3 separate regions of the Mus musculus genome follow, and all the other regions are linked to region 3. A link is a contact called in public Hi-C and promoter capture Hi-C data. All regions are on one chromosome and are shown on one strand. Each heading gives the region's core, a stretch centred on a gene start, on an enhancer-like site or on the middle of the called end of the contact. The rest is flanking DNA. Distances are from core to core; before and after follow the strand shown.

The links. A called contact is a pair of places that touch in the nucleus more often than the background predicts. Capture Hi-C pulls out chosen DNA fragments and counts their contacts.
Region 1: a Hi-C map of natural killer cells shows a contact between it and region 3, with 12 times the contacts expected there. The contact joins the promoter of Kctd7 here to the promoter of Sfswap in region 3. A contact is called at or near these places in 2 of 39 promoter capture datasets (liver and pre-B cells) and 2 of 484 Hi-C or Micro-C datasets (CD4 T cells and natural killer cells).
Region 2: a contact with region 3 is called in a promoter capture Hi-C map of adipose tissue. The contact joins the promoter of Rabgef1 here to the promoter of Sfswap in region 3. A contact is called at or near these places in 1 of 39 promoter capture datasets (pre-B cells), 3 of 484 Hi-C or Micro-C datasets (CD4 T cells, LSK cells and pre-B cells), 3 of 115 datasets of contacts at active chromatin or transcription factors (extraembryonic endoderm stem cells, memory CD8 T cells and thymic regulatory T cells) and 1 of 9 other capture datasets (adipose tissue).

The regions. Positions count from the first base shown.
Region 1 is chr5:130,143,395-130,146,666 of GRCm38.p6, reverse strand. It overlaps Kctd7 (potassium channel tetramerisation domain containing 7), which reads right to left and starts at 1,784. Exons shown (of 4, transcript NM_172509.4): 1 at 1,441-1,784. The coding sequence starts at 1,584.
Region 2 is chr5:130,170,329-130,173,616 of GRCm38.p6, reverse strand. Rabgef1 (RAB guanine nucleotide exchange factor (GEF) 1) reads right to left here and starts at 1,798. Exons shown (of 9, transcript NM_001199059.1): 1 at 1,723-1,798.
Region 3 is chr5:129,499,507-129,502,911 of GRCm38.p6, reverse strand. Sfswap (splicing factor SWAP) reads right to left here and starts at 1,681. Exons shown (of 18, transcript NM_172276.3): 1 at 1,316-1,681. The coding sequence starts at 1,533. Gm40332 (a long non-coding RNA gene) reads left to right here and starts at 1,686. Exons shown (of 3, transcript XR_868547.2): 1 at 1,686-1,810; 2 at 2,358-2,392; 3 at 2,564-2,662.

The DNA of each region.
Region 1 (3,272 bases), core at 535-3,034, 640 kb before region 3:
CTAAGTATGAGCTCAACTCTATTATTATTATTATTATTATTATTATTATTATTATTATTATTATTATTTTGAGACAGAGTTTCTCTGTGTAGCTCGGGCTCTCCTGGAACTCACTACATAGACCAAGCTGGCCTGGAACTCACATTTATCTGCTGCCTCTGCCTTTGGAATTGGAGGTGTGTACCACCAAGCCCAAAAATTCAACTCTTACTCTCACGGTGCAAAATGCCTTTCACATTTCTGCAGAAATGCTAAGCCCACTTTAGGTATACGCTAAGACTCAGATGTCACTTAGGTGTAATGCTTTGCACTTCTGGAGTTCTTTCTAAAAGGCAGCACCCACTAATGTACTTCTTTGCTCCATATGCGAAACAAAAAAAGTCAGGGAAAAGAGTCCTAGAACTCACAGGGAGGGATGTGACTCACAGGAGGCCGGGACTGGACAGCTGGCCTACAGTCTGTGGGATTGTGTGTCCTGTCACTCAAACCACAACTTCTGCCCAATGACAGTGCACAAAAAAAAGTGTCACCGCCGTGTTGGCCCTTTTCCCTGACTGCAGAGTTATGTCTAGAATTTTGCTTATGTTCACAAGTTTCCCACGATGCTGGCAATTCGGGGATTCTAACCCTACCACAATACTGTCAGCTGCCGGAGAGCCTCACTCAAGCCAGCCCCCTCAGATTGTCGAGTCTCCACATCTGTATCCATCTTCCTATCCATCTCTACATCTGTATTCATCTTCCTATCCATCTCCAGGGTCAGTTCAGGTGCAAAGTGTCACACACAGGAAGGGCTACTAACGAAGCCACTCCATAGCACAATACAGCAACTGATAAATGAAGCCCCTAATCCCTCCATCATCTCTGCTCTGAGTTCAACTCACCATTGCCCTCCTATTTCCCGAATTTATCTCCTGCATGTCCTTGCTCTCGCTGCTTTCTTGACCCCAAATCCTCTACCGTTCACTCTTGTCCATCTAGCAAATAAAATTACCCCATGTGGTAATGGAGATTGTTCACTGCATAACGGCACCTGGATGAGAATTGGTCCACTCAGGTGTGTCCTTTTCTTAAATCATACCAAGGCACCAGATAGGTTAACTGCAGGTAGTTTCTAATGCCACTCCCCCGGCAGCTGGAGGATACACCTGGATAACCCAGGTCCTCCTTTGGATTGTATGGAACATGCTATGTGTTGAGTCCTCGTCTAGTTGATAAAGGTGACATGAAATACAGGAATGGAACTGACATCTGGTAGTACGGGAAGAAGGGACTTGGAGTGCAGGTGACTCGGGGCAGGGAGGATACACCTAGTGTAGGAGTGGCATCAGGGGTGGATAGCTCCTTGGGAGGCTCTCCGCCCAAGGTCAGCTCTGCAAGCACCAGTCTCTCCCTCGCTTCCCATCAGCCCTCCCTTCCCCCATCGCTCGATCCAGGTACCTCCTGGGGCAGCAGGGGCAGCCCGTGCCCCGCTTGCGTGGCCGTAGGAGTGGCCGGCTCCAGGAAGTCGTCTTCGGCTTCGGAGCTGGACATGGCACCGTCCGAGTGACGGCTGTCTGGCTCCCGCCCGGTGACTACCACCATCCCTCTGGCTCTGGGCGGTGGGCGCGGCTTCGGGTAGGCGGGTGGGCGGAGGCCTGAAGAACTAAAGCCAAGCAGTGCCTGACATGACGAGATGGGCCGCCGGCGGGCGCTAGACGCCGAGGACCTGCAAGCAGTTAGGATGTCCTGTGCTGCCCTCCAACAGTCTAACGACCAACGCGCCTACAGTTAGTCGCTGGTCTGACCTGGCTGCCTCCAGCCATTGGCCGAATCTTCGCTGGCTCCGCCCTGATTGTCAGGAGGTTCGCCCAATCACAGAACAAACAATTCGGCCTTAAGCCGTAGTGGCTACAGGCCTACCCAATTCTGATTGGCTCTTGGCTGACAAGCGCGAGCGACGCCTGTCTGCTCCAGGGTTTGGCCGAGGGGAGGTGATCGCCCACTGACGACCTCGATCAGCAACCACCGCGTGGACCCTGCGCTGCAAATCGGAACCAGGCGCTTCTTGCTATTGGCCGAGGTTTCATGAACTCCTGCTATGATTGGCAAGAGCATTGTCCAATTATAGGGTAAACACGTCTGGTTGGGTTTGTTCCATTCTGATTGGCTATCTAACTAACGGGAGCGCTACCTCCCTTGGTCCAGGCCACTTATCTAGGGAAGCGGCTCTCTGCGCATAGCAACCACAGCGCAGGTAGCATCTCTGGCCTCACCCGGTCGCCTCCTACTACTGGCAGTGTCCGATTAGCTCCGCTATGACGGTTAAAGGTCTGATCCAACCATCGAGGTCTCAAACTAGAGTGACAACTGACAACGGCTTGCCGATCAGTCCCATTCTTATAGGCCACCTAAAGGGCACGCGTTCTGCACTTCCGACGTTCAACGACAGCGCTGGTCCCCCGGCGCGGTTCCCGAAAGGACAGACCACCCAATTGCTCCTGCTATTGGCTGTGTCCTCGCTGGCCTCCGCCCCTGATTGGCAGGAAGCCCGCTCATAGGGGCAGCACCGTGGTCCTGCTTTCATTGGCTTTCTGACTAGCAGGCGCGAAGCTCCAGGCCACTCCACTTTATCATCCCGGTCCATGTGTCCTGGGAAAGGGCCCAGGACTGGCTGGTTTGTCTCCATAGCAGCGGGCCAGTGAAAAAAGGCCTAAGCAGGCTGTCCTTGAGGATGTGTTGTGGAGGGCTGAGGGCACCTGCTGTGTAATAGAAATTGAGCACTGCAACACCAATGGCTGGCAAGGACATGGCTGCTGTGCTAGCGCTTTTTCCGTGGACTCACACAGGAAGGAAAACCTTGGTTGCAAATACCTTTAATTGCAGCGACTTGAGAGGTTAGAAGGATTTCTGAGAATTCAACTCTTGTCTCTAGTATAATAAATAATAATAATAAATAATAACGGAACTGAGTATGGTGACTCACGCTGCAATATCAGTACTTGGAAGTCAAGGCCAGCTTCAGCTTCATAACATTGTGAGTCCAAATTGGGTTACATGAGACTGCTAAAAACAAACGCTAAAAATGAAAAAAATTAAATAACCACAGATGAGAAAAGAGAAAACCCCACTCCCAAACAGGGCTCCTCTTCTCCATCTGACCTGCCCACACATGCGTACGCGCAAAGCTGTGGCTTTATCAGATGCCTCCTATTTGTTTAAATTAGCCATTCAAAAATAAGTGGATGGAGAGTACACCACCAAAAGGCTCAAGCCCTCCTTTTGAACTGGAT
Region 2 (3,288 bases), core at 549-3,048, 670 kb before region 3:
AAATGGCAAAAATAAAGTACTTGCCACACAAGCATGAGAACCTGAACCAGGTCCCCAGTCCCCACACCAAAAAAATGTTCCCTGTAGCTTGTGGGCTAGCTAGTAGTAGTCTAGGTGAATCCAGCTCCAGGTTCACTAAGAGCCTGTCTCAATGAAAGTCAAGGCTAGTATGACACCAAGGAAAATAGCTAACATTTGCTAACCTCTGGCCTCCACATGCACACACTGTGAACACACATACCAAAAGAAAAGACAGGCAAGGCAGTGGTCCACACCCGCAATCTCACCACTTGAGAGGCCTAGGCAGGCGGAATGCTCCAAGTTCAGAGTCTTGCCTGATCGCCTGATCTACACAGCCAAAGCTGTATTGCGAGACCCTGTCCCCCAAAATAAACACACAAATCAAAATAAATAAATAATCCCCCCAAACAGTAACTCTCAGAGGCTGAATAGAAACTGGGACTGTAGCTCAGTTAAACAGCCCCTATCTAACATGTGTAAACCTTAAAGTCAGTCATCACCAAGTAACAAGCAAGCTTCTTCTCCCCCCAAAACAGTCTATGTAGCCTGGACTGTCCTGGAACTCACTCTGTAGACCAGGCCTGTTCAAACTCATAGAGATCTGTCTCTGCCTCCAGCATTCTGGTATTAAAGGTGTGAGCCACCGCCACCACCGCCCAGTAACAAGCTTGACAAGACCATTTTATTTTAGCCTCTTCTTTCTTTTAACTGCGACTCTGGTGGGCGGGAGGATCGAATATTACTCTGTAGTATAGGCTGGCCTCAAACTCACTACATAGCCCCGTTGACGTCAAAACTCCCAAGACTGTTGTTCCTGACTCAATTTCCAAATACTGGGATGTCAGAAGTGGGTGACTAATTGGGTCTTCCTTTGAAAAGTAATTCTAGGTTTGTAGGTTAAAAGACCCAACAGTTAACTTCCAGGAGGTGGCAGGGGGTGGGGGGACCATAGGGGCTCTTACCACAAAACTAGGTGACGCTGTAAAACTTATGCCAGTGTCACATCTAAACTCCACAGACAGACCGAGCCTACCACATCCAGCAACACATTTCCCAACCACAGAGGTTGGTCATCAGCTCTGAGACACAGCCAGCTGCCAATGACCTAGTCTCCAAGGCGCTTCCCTCTATGGAGCCAACTTCCGCGAAGGGATGGAAGGACATCCCCTTGGCTCTCCCTTCCAGACAGCTCGGAATCAGGGACTGCCTTTATTATTATTTTCCATAAAAGGGTCTTCCTCAGTGGCAGAGGGCTGACCTCAAAACTCGCGGCAATCCTCCTGCCTCAGCTTCAGGACTTCTCATTCAGAGACACCCATAACCTTGGCCTCTAGCACCTGGGACGAGTATTCAAAACCCCGCGCCACAGCAGCCGCACCAGCCCCGGGACCCACGCGGGCTCCGGATGGGACCCGCCCGGCTGCAACCACAACTCCGGACTCGGACAGGATCGGAGCGGCAGCCGACGACCGGGGAGCGTGTCCTCCCGGGAGCCCGAGTCCCGCCGAGCTGGGAAGAACTCGGCCGAGCTGGAGAGGCCGAGAGCAGCAGCAGAGCTCCGGCGGCCTGGCCCTATGCGCCCGCCCGCCCTCCCGGCTGAGAGGCGGAACGGAGCGGCCCCGGTCAGCGCGCGGCCGGACACCGCCGCCGCCGCCCCGCTCCGTGTGGGAACGCGCCTCCGGAGCCCCCGTCCCTCCGAACCTGCTCCGCGGCTCCGCCGGCGTCCGACCGCCGCTCCCAGCGCCCCTTCAGTCACTCGGCTCCCTGCCCCGCCCCTGCCCCCGCACGCCCCGCCCCCGGCACCGCGAGCACGCGCGCGGTGCGTACGCGTGGCGTCATTTCCGTGACGCTTCGGACTTCCGGGGACTGGCTGGCGGCTGGCCGGAAAAGATTGCAACGCTCCGGAGGCTGTCCACCCGAAGGGGCAGTCCCTGAGGGCAGGGGACACCGAGTGACCGTGAGGCCCTCGCTGACGTGTCTGTGACTCGCGAGAAGCCGCGGTTTCCCCTGTCATTCCTCATTCCGTCTACCAGCTTCTGCTTGCATTAGCCTGAGGGCGACAAGGAGCCCCGAGGACAGCCATACACGAAACGGGACATCAAAGTCTGGGACCAGGAGACATCTCCCAGCGCTTAGCGAATGCGGCCGCCAGAAGGAAATACAAACACACCTTTCCCCTAGTGAGCAGTTAGCAGGGAATAGATAGTCAGGAAAAAGATCGAGAGGGAAAAGTTTAGCACATGACTGCCTGTCTGTAAAGATAGATAACGCTCCCACTGGACAGTTGACATGCCACCTCACTAGCTTTTGTTATCTCCCTGGGCCAAGAACCGTCGGGGTGGAGGAGATGAAGTTATAGGATAGGGGAGGAGAGAATTCAGAATGAACCCTACAAATGAGCAACCCAGAGTCCGTGAGACTGGCTCTCAGCTCTGGAAAAAACAAAAAACAAAAACAAAACACTGTTCCCAGCAGAATTTTTTTTTTAACCCCTGTCTCAATAAATGCCTGTTTTCACCTTTTCTGACTCTGCTATTTTGTTTTTCACTCCTGGGCACTCGTCCATAGAAAGAACCTGGTCACCTGGGCAGATGGCCCACAGAAATGAACACTCCTGGCTTGCTCTTTTTAAGAGCAGGACTTGAAACTGATTCAATTTAGGAGAATCTTAAGGAAATTGGTCCAATAGCAACTAGGCTGTGATCCCAGCCTGGCTAGGTGGAGACAGGAAGTTCAGGAGTTCCCATCTCTAGTGTTCTTGGCCTGGGCAAATATAAGGAAGGTTGTGGGGTATAGCTTTATAATGAGAGCACATGATGATGCAGGAGTTGTGAGAATAAAAGGATCTTTCATGACCCAGCTGTGCTTGGCACAAGGCTGTAGGGTGCCAGACAGGGTCAGGTTGGCCTAGGGAAGTGGCTCCAAGTTGGATGTTTAAGGTCTATGAAGATTAAAGAAAGACACAGACAAATGAGGTGAAAGCGAGTTTTATGAAAGAGGATTACAAGTAAAGAGGGCCAGAGAGATGTTTCAGTGTGTAAAAGGTTTCCCATTCAGGCTTGACAACCTAAATCCAAATCCTGGAACTGACCTGACAAAAAAAAGAAGGAGGGGATGGAGAGATGACTCAGTGGTTAAGAACGGTGGTTGCTCTTTCAGAGGAGCTGGGTTCGATTCCCAGCACCCACATGGCAGCTCACAACTGTCTGCAACTCCAGTTGCAGAGGATCCAATACCCTCACACAGACACACATGCAGTCAAAATAC
Region 3 (3,405 bases), core at 432-2,931:
GAGGTCTAACTCATATCATGCACAGAATGATATGGAAACTGCATACGGAGTAGAGGTTTCAGCATTTGCCCAACTTTTGACAGTACACATCCCCACGAGTGCCTGGGAAGCAGCATCACTGGCTATCAACCGAGCGAGGTTCAAAGGCATAGCACCTTCCAGCAGAGTGGACCATCAGATCCAGAGCCGATCTGATAGGCAACACTCCCTTCACAAGTCCTTTCTTCCTAGATCTCTCCCCAAATGGAGACGTAAGGGATCGGAAAGGCCTACTGGTCATTAACCGTGTCCGTTCTGGCCAGCTCACAGGTAATCCCTACAGTCATGCAAGTTCCAAGTCTTTGCAGCATCCAGTTTTACTTGTCTCAAACGATGGGTTTACTTCACTTGGAGAAAACCACGCCACAGCTTAATGGTTGCTCACAGTTAGTCCTGGGCCCAGAAGCAATATCGCCCAACGGAAGGACAAATACCCAAACCCGGGATGGTGGAGAAAGAAAGAGAGATGGAAAAAATGAGGAGAGAGGTGGGGAGCAAAACACCCAATCATGTAATGCCATCCTTTTCAAATCAAACACCATCAGAAATTCACGTTCCCACCCCTTTACCCTCAACTCCAGGCACCCTTCAGTGGGTGTGATTTGAAAAGAACCAACACAAAGGTATAAACCCAGCTCCACCCTTCGGCTTTAGAAAACAGTGAAACCAGCTCTAAGAACGCTACCCCCTAAGAGCAAGGTCCGCACGGGTCGACCGGCTTCCAACAAGACAGCAACTTCACCCACTACCGCGGTTGGGCAAATGGTCGCAATAACCGCGGGGAAGGGCTCGCCCGGACGCCAAAAGTCAAGCCGGCCAGAGACGGTTCAGGCTACCTCACGGGGTTGGGGGGTCCAAAAGAAGCTTCTACCCACGGGCCTCGGCGTGCGGCGCTTCGGAGGAACAAAAGCGCACTCCCGGACTCCCTCCCCGCACAGCCAGCGGAGGGACAGCGGCACCCGCCCCACGGCGCGGGCGGGCGGGCCCCGGACAGCTTCCACCCGCGCTGAGTCGCCAGCGGCAGCCCGGGCTCGAGGGGTTGTGGGAGCAGAGTCGATCCCTCCGGCGACGGGGAGGCGCCAGCTCTGGCCGGAGCCTTAGGGCCGGTTTCACCGTCCCCTCCCCCCGGACGCCGGGGAACGTGGGGGGCAGGGAGGCCCCCCGAGTCCCCGGGCTCCGCAAAACCCCCTTTTTCGGTCCCGGCCATCAAGTCAACATCAGGCGAAATCAAGCGGGCGAGGGAGGGGAGGGTCGACGGGTGGGGGGAGGAACCGACCTGTCGATGAGGATCTTGGGGTCCCCCATCCAGGGGATGAGGTGCTGTCCCTGTTCCTGGGCCAAAGCCCGCTCGTCGTCGCGGAACAACTTGCAGGCATAGCCGAAAACCAGAAGCTCCACCCGGTTGCCCCCAGTGCCGGTGCCGCCCGGCCCGGCCTCCTCCTTCACTCCGCCTTTCCTCTCCGGCTTGGCACGGCCCCCGCCGGCACCGTACATGACAGCGTCCCCGACGTCCGGGACGGTCTGCTGCTGGGCCGAACAACGTCCCCGATGCCTCGCCTGGCCTACCCACTCAGTCACAGGCGCCGCATCCTCTTCGCAACTTCAACACAGCCGCCATAGCGAGCCACAAAATGGAGGAGACGCAACTTCCGGTAGGAAACCCGCTCTTTCCGGAGGTGAGAGTGGTAGATTCGCCACGTCCGCAAGCTGTTTGAGCCGCTAAAAAATTAAGTAGATGTTAGTTTTCGTTGTCCAACTTGATCTTGCGATGGTAAGTTGTGTTTATGGAAAGAAATTTATTTCTGCCATTTTTTGGAGGCCTCCTAGGATGTGACGAAAGCGCGGTTGGTGGCCGCGCGCCAACTTCTACTGTCGTTGGAGGGCGGCCGCCAGGTGTGGAGACAAGTGGGGATCTTGTTGGGAACGCGTCTTTGCCGTCCTAGTGAGACAGTTTGCTCCTTTCTAACAGCCCGATTTTTAGATCACTAGGAAGCCTAGCCCTGGCCGCCTGACTGAGGGCGTTTCCAGGACTTGTGAGCCCTAAATATTCGGAGTGGCGGGCTTTCAGTGGCTACGGGCTTCAGTGGCGGAGAAAGACTCCAGCTAGGAGACAGCGCTACGGGTTGTTTCCTTCTGGGGAGCAGATTCTTTCCCTTTCCCTTTTTAAAATACAGGATGTCACTGTGATCCAAATTAGACTCGAACTCTGACTGTCCTAGCTCAGTTAAGATGCTAGTATTATCGACGTGAGGTCTGCAGGGCTGCAGTTTTTTCTGGTGTCTGACCCAGATGCTTGATTTTCTTTTTCCCCCTTTCAGTTCTGAACATGGACCCAGGGCCTCACCATTGCTAGGTAAAACACTATCATTGAGTTATATCATTGCTAGGTAAAACACTATCATTGAGTTATATCTGCAGCCCTTTTTGTTTTAGTTTCAAGATAGGGTCTTGCTTAGTGCCCCGGGGTGACATTTAACTTTAATTTTTTTTTTAATTTTTACTTATTTTGTGTGTATATGTGTAGGCGACTCGAGTTAGATCAAGTCCGACTGGATGGAAGGAGAGAAGAACTTCTCAGCCACGGACACCCCCCTCCCTCCCCAAATAACTTAGGTTTTTAAAAAGTGGATAGTGATTTAGAAAAACAACTGATGTTGACCTCTGGCCTCCATATGCATTTGTGTACACACGTGCACACACACATACAGACATGTACATAGTACACCAGAACGAATACTAAGTAAAATAGTTATGATGTGGAGAAGGTTGCTTTGCAGAAATGTTTGTGTCTACTTTTGAAACAGTTGGGAAAAAAAAAAAAGAAACGGTTGGAATTTTTGTCTTAACCTCAAGCCAAAATTCATTTAATGATTTTTTTTTAATGTAAAGTAACTCAGCGCACACACACACACACCAGCAGAGATGTCTCAGTTGATAAGTGCTTGCCTTACGCACATGAGCACCTGAGTTTGATTGCCAGAACCCATGCAAAAAGTACTGGGTGTGATGGCGATTGCTTATAATCCTTGTGCTCTAGAAGTAGAGACAGGTTGAGGTGTTGGGTTCCATGGCCATCTAACCTGCTTTACTTGGTGAGTTCTAGGCCAGTGAAAGGCCCTATATTACACTAGATGTACTTGAGATGGCACTTGAGAAATGACATCCAGTGTTGTTCTCTGACCCCCATACAGGCTATTTGAATTTCATCTAAGTCTTCCCTAAGAACCCAATGCCCTTTTACACTATAAGTCAGTGACTTATGATCCCCTAGGTAAAGACCTGCAGGCTGCCTTTTGGGACCACATACATCTGTGATATAGCTGGTGCATACACTGTTACTTCTTGCCCCAGGCGGCTTGCTCTCTG